2 separate regions of the Sus scrofa genome follow, and region 2 is linked to region 1. Evidence: chromatin contacts called from public promoter capture Hi-C data. All regions are on one chromosome and are shown on one strand. Each heading gives the region's core, a stretch centred on a gene start, on an enhancer-like site or on the middle of the called end of the contact. The rest is flanking DNA. Distances are from core to core; before and after follow the strand shown.

Evidence for each region. Promoter capture Hi-C pulls out the DNA fragments that hold promoters and counts their contacts.
Region 2: a promoter capture Hi-C map of liver shows a contact between it and region 1, with 3 times the contacts expected there. The contact joins the promoter of GIT1 here to the promoter of PHF12 in region 1. A contact is called at or near these places in 1 of 5 promoter capture datasets (liver), 1 of 47 Hi-C or Micro-C datasets (embryonic fibroblasts) and 1 of 2 datasets of contacts at active chromatin or transcription factors (skeletal muscle).

The regions. Positions count from the first base shown.
Region 1 is chr12:45,173,357-45,178,470 of Sscrofa11.1, reverse strand. It overlaps PHF12 (PHD finger protein 12), which reads left to right and starts at 3,716. Exons shown (of 16, transcript XM_005656997.3): 1 at 3,716-3,818; 2 at 3,970-4,389; 3 at 5,037-5,114. The coding sequence starts at 4,324. It overlaps SEZ6 (seizure protein 6 homolog), which reads left to right. Exons shown (of 19, transcript XM_021067505.1): 19 at 1-179.
Region 2 is chr12:45,781,112-45,786,161 of Sscrofa11.1, reverse strand. It overlaps GIT1 (ARF GTPase-activating protein GIT1), which reads left to right and starts at 2,510. Exons shown (of 20, transcript XM_021067515.1): 1 at 2,510-2,717. The coding sequence starts at 2,666.

The DNA.
Region 1 (5,114 bases), core at 2,467-4,966:
CAGAAGTTTGACATGGAACAGGGGATCAGAGAGTCCCAGGGAGAGGCCCAGGAGCTGGCTGCAGGCCACTTTGTACATGGAATGTATTATATGGGGTCTGGGCTCCAGCCAGAGAACAATCTTCTATTTCTGTTGTTTCCTTATTAAAATGGTGTTTTTGAAAAAAAAAAAAAAAAAAAGCAATGGCCTGGTAGATGATGCTTTCTTGGAGGGAAAGGCAGTGGAAGATAAATAGGATGTGGATTTTAGAACCAGAAGGCATGCTGGACCTACCAACTGATTATCACTAGATTTTATCAAAAAAAGTTACACACCAATGCTTCAGAGACTACTCTCCCAAAAAGGTCAGTGCAATGGATGGCATGCGAAATGAGAGGCCTCCACGGCTGGTGCCACAGGGGTGTGGGAACCTAGGACCACAATGCTCATCCATCCAAATGCTTCATTTCCTCCTCTTTTCTAGGTCTAGAACTACAGACTGGCACACATCCCCCAGGCCCTCCTCAAAGCCACTGTATTGCTAAAAAAGCCCAGGAAGGAGTTCCCGTCGTGGCGCAGTGGTTAACGAATCCGACTAGGAACCATGAGGTTGCGGGTTCGGTCCCTGCCCTTGCTCAGTGGGTTAACGATCTGGCGTTGCTGTGAGCTGTGGTGTAGGTTGCAGACGTGGCTCGGATCCCGCGTTGCTGTGGCTCTGGCATAGGCCGGTGGCTACAGCTCCGATTGGACCCCTAGCCTGGGAACTTCCATATGCCGTGGGAGCGGCCCAAGAAATAGCTAAAAAGACAAAAAAAAAAAAAAAAAAAAGCCCAGGAAGCTGATGCCTCTCTCCTTTTACTTCCTTCCCAGCTAACAAGGCTTAGGAAATTGGAAGAGAAATCAGAGACTGAACCTCTGAATATGAGGCCCTAGTTCGTCTTGGCCGCAGGGAACATCCAGGATGTTAGGCACAGAAGCAATGCACTGTAAGGGCTTGGCTCCTATTTTAGTAAAAGGAGTATCCATGGGCTCCAGAAAGACGTGGAGGTGGCTGAAGAGGATCTACCTAATTTTGCCATGTTTGGTCCTTCTCAGCCTCTATGCCTCTTCCTTATGGCCCCCAGCACCTTTTTAGATGTGTTTACCCAGTCTTGGTCCCCAGCACATCCATGCTAAGAGGTGTGCTCTGCATGGTTGCTCTTCAGAATAAGAGCAAGAGGCAGGCAACAAGGAGTTATGGACACTAAGAAGCCAGAAGACAAAAACCCTGAAGGAAATAGTATCAGCTACCAGGACTTCTACAGTCTTCCAACAGGGAAGTTTTGACCACTCATGGCTTGACCACTCATGGCCGCCCACCTCCTGGTTCTACCACAAGCCATCTTGAAGAGGTGAGGCTCCAGTCCATCAGAATGCAGTGCCTAAATTAGCCACAAGAGGTCACTTCCTAAGGCATCTGTATCCCATCTGCTTGTTCTCCCTTTATCCTCCTTGAATAGCCAGGGCTGGAGCTCTCCAAGGTGGCACAACTACTGGCCCCAATGGGACCTTACCCTCCAAGTTCTAAGAGGAAGGTGTGTGATGTGATTAGTTTCTCTGGCACTTGTCAACAGATCAAGTGTTACTTTCCTCATTAGCCCACTAATGCCTATTTCTGTTCTTAACTGCAATGATGGTATTGATCAAAGCAAGGCCTTGCTCATTGGGCATGTGCCACTGGCTTACTTATCTGCCCCACAATACCTTCAGGCTGACACAGCAGCACAGCTGGGCCCTGAGCAATAGGAAGGAAGCCAGGGCGGTGAGGGCACATGATGTATCCATTTGTGAGGGTGTGAAATACAGCCTCAGAAGGGATGAGGTTCAGCCACTTTCATACTTCTAGCTCTCCCCTCCTCTCTCTCTGAGGGCCACATCTCTGGCCCACAATCATTGAGTCTTGTTTGGGAGCTCTCATTGTGGCTCAGTGGTAACGAACCCGACTAGCATCCATGAGGATGCAAGTTTGATCCCTGGCCCTGCTCACTGGGTTAAGGATCCAGTCTTGCTGGGAGCTGCAGTGTAGGATTCAGATCCCACATTGCTGTAGCTGTGGTGTAGGCCAGTGGCAACAGCTCCAATTTTACCCCTAGACTGGGAACTTCCACATGCTGGGAGTGCCGCCCTAAAAGACAAAAAAATTCTTGTTTGCTGAGGCTGGTAGAGGACAGAAAGGGCCGATCTACATATCCTTTGATCAATAAGGCCCAGGACCTTAGTGTTCTTTCCAGGCACCAACAGGATCATTAGGAAAGTCAGAGAAACAGAAACCTAAGACCACATATGGACATCCTTACCCTATCCACTTTATCATCCCAAAAGAAGCAGCATCTCCTCACAGGCAGATAGATAGTGTCCTAACTTGGGAATCAAATCTTTTTCATTCCTAGGTCTGCCATAAATGCATTATGTGAAATATGCAAATCACTACTCTTCTCTGTGCCTCTGGAAATGAGGGGATTAATACAGATGCTCTTTAAACCCTTTCCAGTTTTAGGTTTCTGAGAATGCTAAGGATACCTTAACATCAAAAGTGAACCAGGCTACCTGCCCAGGATATCTGGTAAAAACGCCAACTAAATGCCTAGTGTCAGGCACAATGATGCCACTCCCTTCTCCTTCGCTCCATCAACAGTCAGGCAGAGACAACAGGCCATCTCCGAAGATGAGACCAAGGGGAGGGCGATCACAGAGGAGGGAGCTGAAGTCCTGCCCAGAATTTCAGTGAGGCCTTCAGACTACAAATCCCAGCATACCACACTGAAGCTATAAAAAGTATCTCTTCCGGGCAGGCAAATCACTCTTCCCCCAGTTCATCCTACTGCACACTGCATCGCACGCACATGGAACTACGGCTCCCACAATCCACCAGACCCATCGCGATTCTTGCTTCCAGGGTGCAATGCGCTCCCGTTCGCCCTTTGGCCCCTTTGCGCGTTGCAAACTGGGAATTGAAGTCCACAGTAGGCAGGTAGCTGGGCGTTGTCAGCATTACAAACTTCGCTTTTGGCTTCCTTTCGGAGAGTGGTTCTCAGAGATAGTGGTCAAGTCGTAACGGAGAGCTCTCCATGGTGCCATCACTAGCAAAGGCAAGCATGCTCAAGCTAAAATTTACTGTCGGGATCGGGAGGGAATTGGGAACAGTAGCCATCCAACCCGACACCGAAAACATCGTTTTCCGTTGCAATGGCTTTTCTTTTATCTTTACCAATATGGCGCCTGGTCCAGCCACACCTGACGCTGGAACCTGACAGTCCAGTACGACATCCTTAGGAGTACGGCCTATCAGTCCAGCCAGCACTACACTTTGCTCCTTTCTGTTCATGCCTAAGGACTCCAAGGACACGATAGCCTATATATCATTACCAAAATGGCGAAAGTATAAGCACTCTTGTGAGGGCCTACAGGTAACAACACGCCTGCGCGGGAGCCGGCTGCGTTGTTGTGGGGCGAGAGGGGAGCATCCTTAACACGCCTGCGCGGGAACCGGGTGCTCTTGGGCTATTCACAAACTCCAATGGATGAAGGGTCCTCCTGTTCCTGCGGCTGCGCTATGACCCTTACCAGCTCGCCCAGGCGCCTGCGCGAGACCTCAGGTCCCGCCCTTTTACCTCAGTACGCTGGCGCAGGGCAGAAAGGCGGGGCTTCGGTGCTCCAGACGAATGCCAGCGCGGCTGCGCGCTGGGGGGTACCCCCTCACTGCGGCTGCGCGGGAGCCCGGCCGCCGGCTGTCACTGCGGTTGCGCGCGGCGAGCGGCGATCCCGGGGCGCCTGCGCGGGTGGCTTTGCGGGCGCTCGCGGTAAGTTTGCGCCAAGTGCGCGGCAGCCGGGACGCAGACGGCGGCAGCGGCGAGAGGCGGAGCCCGGGGACCACCCCCCATCACCCTCCCCGCAGTCACCTCACGTACCACAACCTCACCTAACCTCTCACCCCCCCTCCGATCCCCCCAGCCCCGGGATGGCAGCGCCCGCCAGCCTTCCCGGCCGGACCAGCGGTCGCCAGCGCCGGCTTTAGCCTGTGGGACTAGGCCCCGCCGAGGCCTGACCCCCGGAGCCGGGACCCACCGTGCAGCCAGCCGCCGGGCCGGGGCTGAGGGGCCGCTCCCCCTCACGGCCCGTGGGAGGACGCTGTCGTCCCGGGGACTGGGGGCCGGGGGGTGGGGGGAGCCAGGGCGAAGAAGTCGGGACCCGTGTTGGTAAAAAAGAAGGGGGGCCGGGGTCAGGAGCGCCCCCTCCCCCCGCTACCCCCTCCCCCCGGGGTTGGGGGGGCCGGAGCAGAGAGCGCCCAGCCCGGGAGGTGGATGAATGTGGGAGAAAATGGAGACCAAGACGATCGTGTACGACTTGGACACGTCGGGGGGGCTGATGGAGGTAAGAGTGGCCCTCCTCATTTCTTTTCCCTAGCGCCAGTAGAGAACCTCCGCCCTCCGCCCCACAAAGCCGGTCCTGAGCTCGCAGCGCAAGAGGGCCGGGGAAGGGGGGGGGCTCTTCTCACCCAGACGCTCCCTCCCATCTTTGCAACTCGGGGGGCTGAGCTCAGCCGCCGAGGACGTTTGCAGCAGTTTCACCTACCCGCCGCCCTCGATTCGCTCTCCCGAAGCGCCAACCCACTCCATCGCGTTGCACCGGCGGGCCTCCCCACCCCCTTCTTGTCGGCCCCTTTGTGCTTCCCCCAGCACGTCCGGGTACCGAGCTTCAGGCCTCTCCCGAGCCTCGCTTTGGAGTCCCCCACTGTCCATACAAGGAAGTGGCGAGAAGGGAACCGCACACCCTCTCCCCATCCCCCCTACCCTGATCCTCCCCATTTGGAAGAAGCCGTTCTCGTTGTTGTGCTGCAGGAACGCGGTTAGGGTGGGCTCCCCTGTTCCGGGGGCTGAGAGGTTCTGGGAGCAGCCTGGATGGGAGGAAGAAGGACAAAAGGGGGGAGAAGGGTGGGTGACAGAGAAGCTGCGCCGGGGGGGCGACGGACCGCCCGGGAGCTCCGAGTGTGCACACACGCCATTTGTATGTGTGTGCAGCAAATCCAGGCTCTGCTGGCTCCCCCCAAGGCGGACGAGGCAGAAAAGCGGAGTCGGAAGCCAGAGAAGGAGCCCCGG
Region 2 (5,050 bases), core at 1,261-3,760, 610 kb before region 1:
AGCTTGCAAACTCTCAAAGCCTCTGTCAGGTTTCTTTGTGTGGTCTTCTCTCCTTCCTACTCCACACCCTGCAGTGCCAGCCCTGGGCGGGAAAGGATGAGGGAGGAGTGGACTGCCTCGCCCCTTTCTTCAGCCCGGGAGGAGCCAGTTGCCATCTCCAGCAGCCGGGGACCGCTGCCCAGCTCCACCACGAGGGGTCAGCAGAGTGTCGTGGCTGCAGCCTGAGTTGGGGAGGAGGCTGGAGCTGGGAAGGGACGACTAGGAGTGGCCCGGAGAATGCCTGTACTTTTTCCCCGTTAAATTGTTTTTAGAACCTTGTGATTTCTCTTTTAACTGCCTTGTTTCCTGAAGAGGCGACGTCGCCAAAGGGAGATCCTGCTGAAATCCTTTTACCCCTAGCCCCAGGCCTAGAAGCTCGGCTGTAGCGAGGCTGGGGGCTTCAGGAACAAAGTTTGGAGAGTGGATCCGTGCTTGGGCCACTCCCAGGTAGTCCCAGGGCCAACCAGGAGATGGGGCTAGTGGGGTTGAAGGAACAGGGTGACTCATGCCTCTTCCCCTGGAAAGGCTTGGAGCTCTAGGAGGAAGGGACCTCAGCCTGGACTGGGGGCCCTATCCTCCCGGCAGCCAGTTTCTCTTTTTGGTCCCGCAGCCCTGGACTCTAAACCCAGGTCGCTTTTCCTCGCCTGCGCGCTCTCTAGCTGCCACGTGCTCGAGACGCGCCCACACAGCAGAGAAACAAAGACAGTCGAGCTATGGGGCTGCCAGCAGCCGCCTCGACATTTAATAAATGAAATTCCATAGCTGGGGGTCGATCGGGGGTGAACGGGCGGCCACCGCTCAAGGGCTGTGCGGTGTGTGTGTGTGTGTGTGTGTGTGTGTGTGTGTATACGCGCGCGCGTGCCTCCTGGCCGTTCCTCCCATCGCCAGGGGTGGGACCACCAACTCGGCGGACGGACTCCTGAGGGTGGGGGGTGCAGCACCGGGCGGCAGGTGGTGCCCCCCCCCCCCCACCGCGAGGTATCTTTGCTCCCAGAAGCCCTGCAAGCTGAACGGCTGGCTACGGGGGGGGAGGGGAAGACTGCAAGGAGATTTTTTTAAGGTGCGATTATAAATATACCCCGTGGATCGCGATTTCAAACAAACTTGTCAATCTGGGCTGCAGAGAAAGGCGATGGAGGCAGCTTTGCATGTATTTCGGGTGGTGTGACTCATGAGCATTACTTGTCTCCCCCAGGGAAGCAGCCTGCCCACCCACAAGTCACTGCTGCTCTGGCACCGCTGGTTTAAAATCAACCAACTCCTGCACCCCTGCCCAAGGACTCGCCTCCTACCCCCACCCCTTGTTACTAAGCAGGACTCCCCGCCTGCCACTGGGGAACCCTCCTTTAATCGTGTCACCACTTCATCAGGACCCATTGGGCCTGGGCCTTAGCACCCCTGCCCTCTCTCCACAAACCCAGCGCTTTAGCCTTTCTTGCTGCAAGATGGGGGTTGGGTGCACGTGGGGCACACGTGTATGGGGGAGCATGCTCAGTGCTGGGGTGCACCCACGTGTGGCCTGCTGCCTCCTCTCCCTGTCCCCCATCCTCCAACGAGTCTCTGTGTGAAGTCCAGGAGGAAAAACCACCGCAAAAAAGGCCCCTGTATGTTATATGCTTGTGCCCTGGACACGCAGACTTCCCGTGGCTCAGAAACACCAATGATGTATGCAAGACCGATGCCAAGTGGGTATTACTGTACACAGGCACAGTGGTCACTGCTCAGGAGGTCTTCAAAAACAGTCCACACTCTTTCATTTCTGGATGGAAGCCGGGAGGAGGGATAGATGTTTATTCAGCTCGGAGGCAGGGGTATACACTGCATGACCTCTGGCACTTGGGCGTCCATATTGTTGGCGGTGTGCGTAGTCAACAAGAGTGTGACCACACAAACACCTGGACACACAGATGTGAACACACAGCGGACCAGGACGCACAACTCACCCCAAACAGAGACAGGAACGTTACCCCGAACCACAGCCTCTGGATGAGGAGGGGGGCCTGGGCCTTCAGCTCCTTACTCTCTTCTTTGATCCCCAGGGGTCACTGTCCCTGGGCTCAAGCTCCCCGGGCCAGCTTCCGTCTCAGTGAAGGGGATGGGGCTGTGGGGCTAGCTCGCACAGCCTCAGGGACAGGGGCGCGCCGGAGCCCAGTGCAGGGCGCAGGCGACGCTGCAGCGCGGGCCCGGCGGCGGCGGCGGCGGCCGCGGCCCCTTTAAACGCCCCCACCCCCTCCCGCCCGCGCTCCCGGCTTCCTTTCTCCGGGAGGCGCGGCCGGCAGGGCCCGGCGGTGGGGCGGGTGTGCAGGCTGCCCCTCCCCCGGTGGGCCGGGCCTGCGCCGCTTCCTGCAGGAGCGGCCGAGAGCCGCGCAGGGGGCGGAGAGAGCGAGCGGCGAGCGGCGGCGGGGCGGCGCGGGGCGGCGCGGGGCGGAGGGCGCCCGAGGGCGAGCGGGCGGGCGGGCACGGCGGGTTCCGGGCCAGCCCCGGGGGCGGACGGTTGGCCGGGCGCGCGGAGCCTAGCCGGGGCCTTGCCGGAGCCGGGCCGGGCAGCAGGGGCCGCCGCCGCCCGGGCCCGCCGCCCGCGCCCCCCACGCTGGCCCAGAGGGCTGCGGCCGCGTCGCCGCTGAGGATGTCCCGGAAGGGGCCGCGAGCGGAGGTGTGTGCGGACTGCAGCGCCCCGGGTAAGCGGGGCCGGGCCGGGGGCGGGACCGCGCACCGAGGCGCCGCCGGGCGGGCGCCGGGGCCTGGCGGGAGCGCCGTGCGGGGCCGGAGGGCGGGGCGGGGCTGGGGGCTGCGGCCTCCGGCCTCGGCCCCCGCCCCGGCCGCTGCCGAGCCTCGTCCTTGGCGGGAGGGCCGTCCTGGGGGCCCCAGTTTCCTCGTGTCCGTGGACAAGCGAGAAAGGACATTCCCGGCGCCGCCTCCCACCCCTCAGTCAGAGGGAGGCGGGCAGCTGGCTGCACCCCCCGCTTCCATCTCATATCCAAACGGAAGCGCCAGCCTGGGGTGGCAGGAGGGCTGTGGCGAGGCCGGTCGGGGTTTAGGAGGTGGGGGCGAGTGAGGTTTTGTGTCATCTCAGTGCCACCCCCGCGTCTTGCACCTGCTGCTCGCATGGTCTGCACGCCCGCTGGGGTGGCGGAGGGCAAGGGGCAGAGAGCTGGGCAGATGGGCTAGGGGGGGTCTGGATACTGTTTCCTCTGGAGCATTTGACGGGGTGGCTACTCCTAGGACTCCTTGCCCCTGGCTCCCAAGGCTGGGGCCCTTTGCAGGGCCTGGTGTTCAGGGCCACTTGAGCCTGGGCATCTTCCCCTGAGGCGTCCCCAGGCCTGATGACTGGAAACGAGATTCAGCTTCCCCTGTGCTCCAGTAAGGCCTGCTTGGAAGGTGGGCTTGGCATTGCCCCAACCTGAGCACAGACCCCTTGCCATCTCCTAGGCCAGTCTGGTCAGAAATGGGTGGGGAGCAGTGCCAAGGGGTGCCTAGATTCCTGAGATTCACCTGGCTTCCTGGCCTGCCTTCTGGCTGTAGTCGCCGTGGTTTTTCTCTTATTCCCAGCAGAGTCAGGTCCAGGTGAAACCCCTTGACCTGCTGAGGGAGTGAGAAGCAGTGACCTGGAGAGGATGCTTCCTTCTGATGTGGGAGGACGCTGCCGGTGATGGGGCTCAGCATCTGGCCCGGGGAAGGAAGCCCTGGCCCTTGACCGGCCTCTCTTTTTATAAAAGGAGCTATCTTGCTGGGAGACCGGGTGGACTCAGGGAGGGGGGACTATGGGCGCAATTAAGCATGAGTGTGGGGTGTTGTTTTGTGTGCCCATAACTTCCAGCCACCCTTTGGAGAGGTCCAGGACCCCCAACAGGTTGAGAGCAACAGACGCTCTGGTGGTTCTGATGTCTCCAAGCTAGAGTGTTTGGGAACTGTGGGTGCCTGGCAGAGGCATGGTAGTCTGGGTAGTCATGACCCTGAGGCCTCCTCTCAGGGCATGTTAGGGTCCAGAGTGCCCCCAAGAAGCTATGGGGGAGGAGGTGGGTCATCCGACCTTACCCCTGATGAGTTAGAAACTACTATCTCCTTCCCCCAAATGCAGGCAGGTCTGGGGATGGAAGGGCTAAGAGGAGAACTTGTTTTCTCAGTGCCTGTCCCAGGCCGCCCTTTTGCATCTCTGCTGGACACACGTCACAGTGGGGGTGGGAAGGGCAAGTAAGAGTGGGAGGGGGTGCTTAGTAGATATCTTATCAGGGGAGCCTGGATTTTGGTGTTGCCTTTGTTTCCAGCTTACTCTGACTCATGGCAAGACTTTTCCCCCTCAGGGTCTCAGGTTCCTCAACTCTGAGGTAAAGAAGTTGGAATAGAAATGGTTTTTAAGATCTATCCAGAAGTTCCTGCTATGGCTCAGTGGTTAACAGATCCGACTAGGAATCACAAGGTTGCGGGTTCAATCCCTGCCCTCGCCAAGTGGGTTAAGGATCCAGCCGCTCAGATCTGGCGTTGCTATGGCTCTGGCGTAGGCTGGTGGCTACAGTTCCGATTAGACCCCTAGCCTTGGAACCTCCATATGCTGTGGGTGAGGCCCTAGAAAAAGACCAAAAAAAAAAAAAACTATCCTATCTCCAAAGTCTGTGGTCCTGATTCTGGACCTGGGGGACACAGGCAGCATTATCAAGGCAGTTGTCCTTTCTCCATTGCTTTTGACCATTTGGCTGAAGTCTCTAGATGCTCAGCGGGCATAGGGAGGAGTGGTATGTATCTGGTGTGTTGGGGTGCCCAACCCAGCTCGTACCCCAAGTCCTCATCCCACAGAGACCTTTTGTGCTCCTGGTACTACCTTTTCCCCTGATCCAGAATACAGGTCAGGAAGAGGCAGGTGGTATGGTGGGCAGGGTGCCATCAAAGTCTTCTTCATCACCCAACCCCTGCACCTAGCATGCTGTCTGGTAGGCATTCCCTAAGGGTCTGGATGCTTCTCAGGACCTCAGCTGACTTTTTAGGGGCACCTGCACCCTATGATGCATGGGGTGGC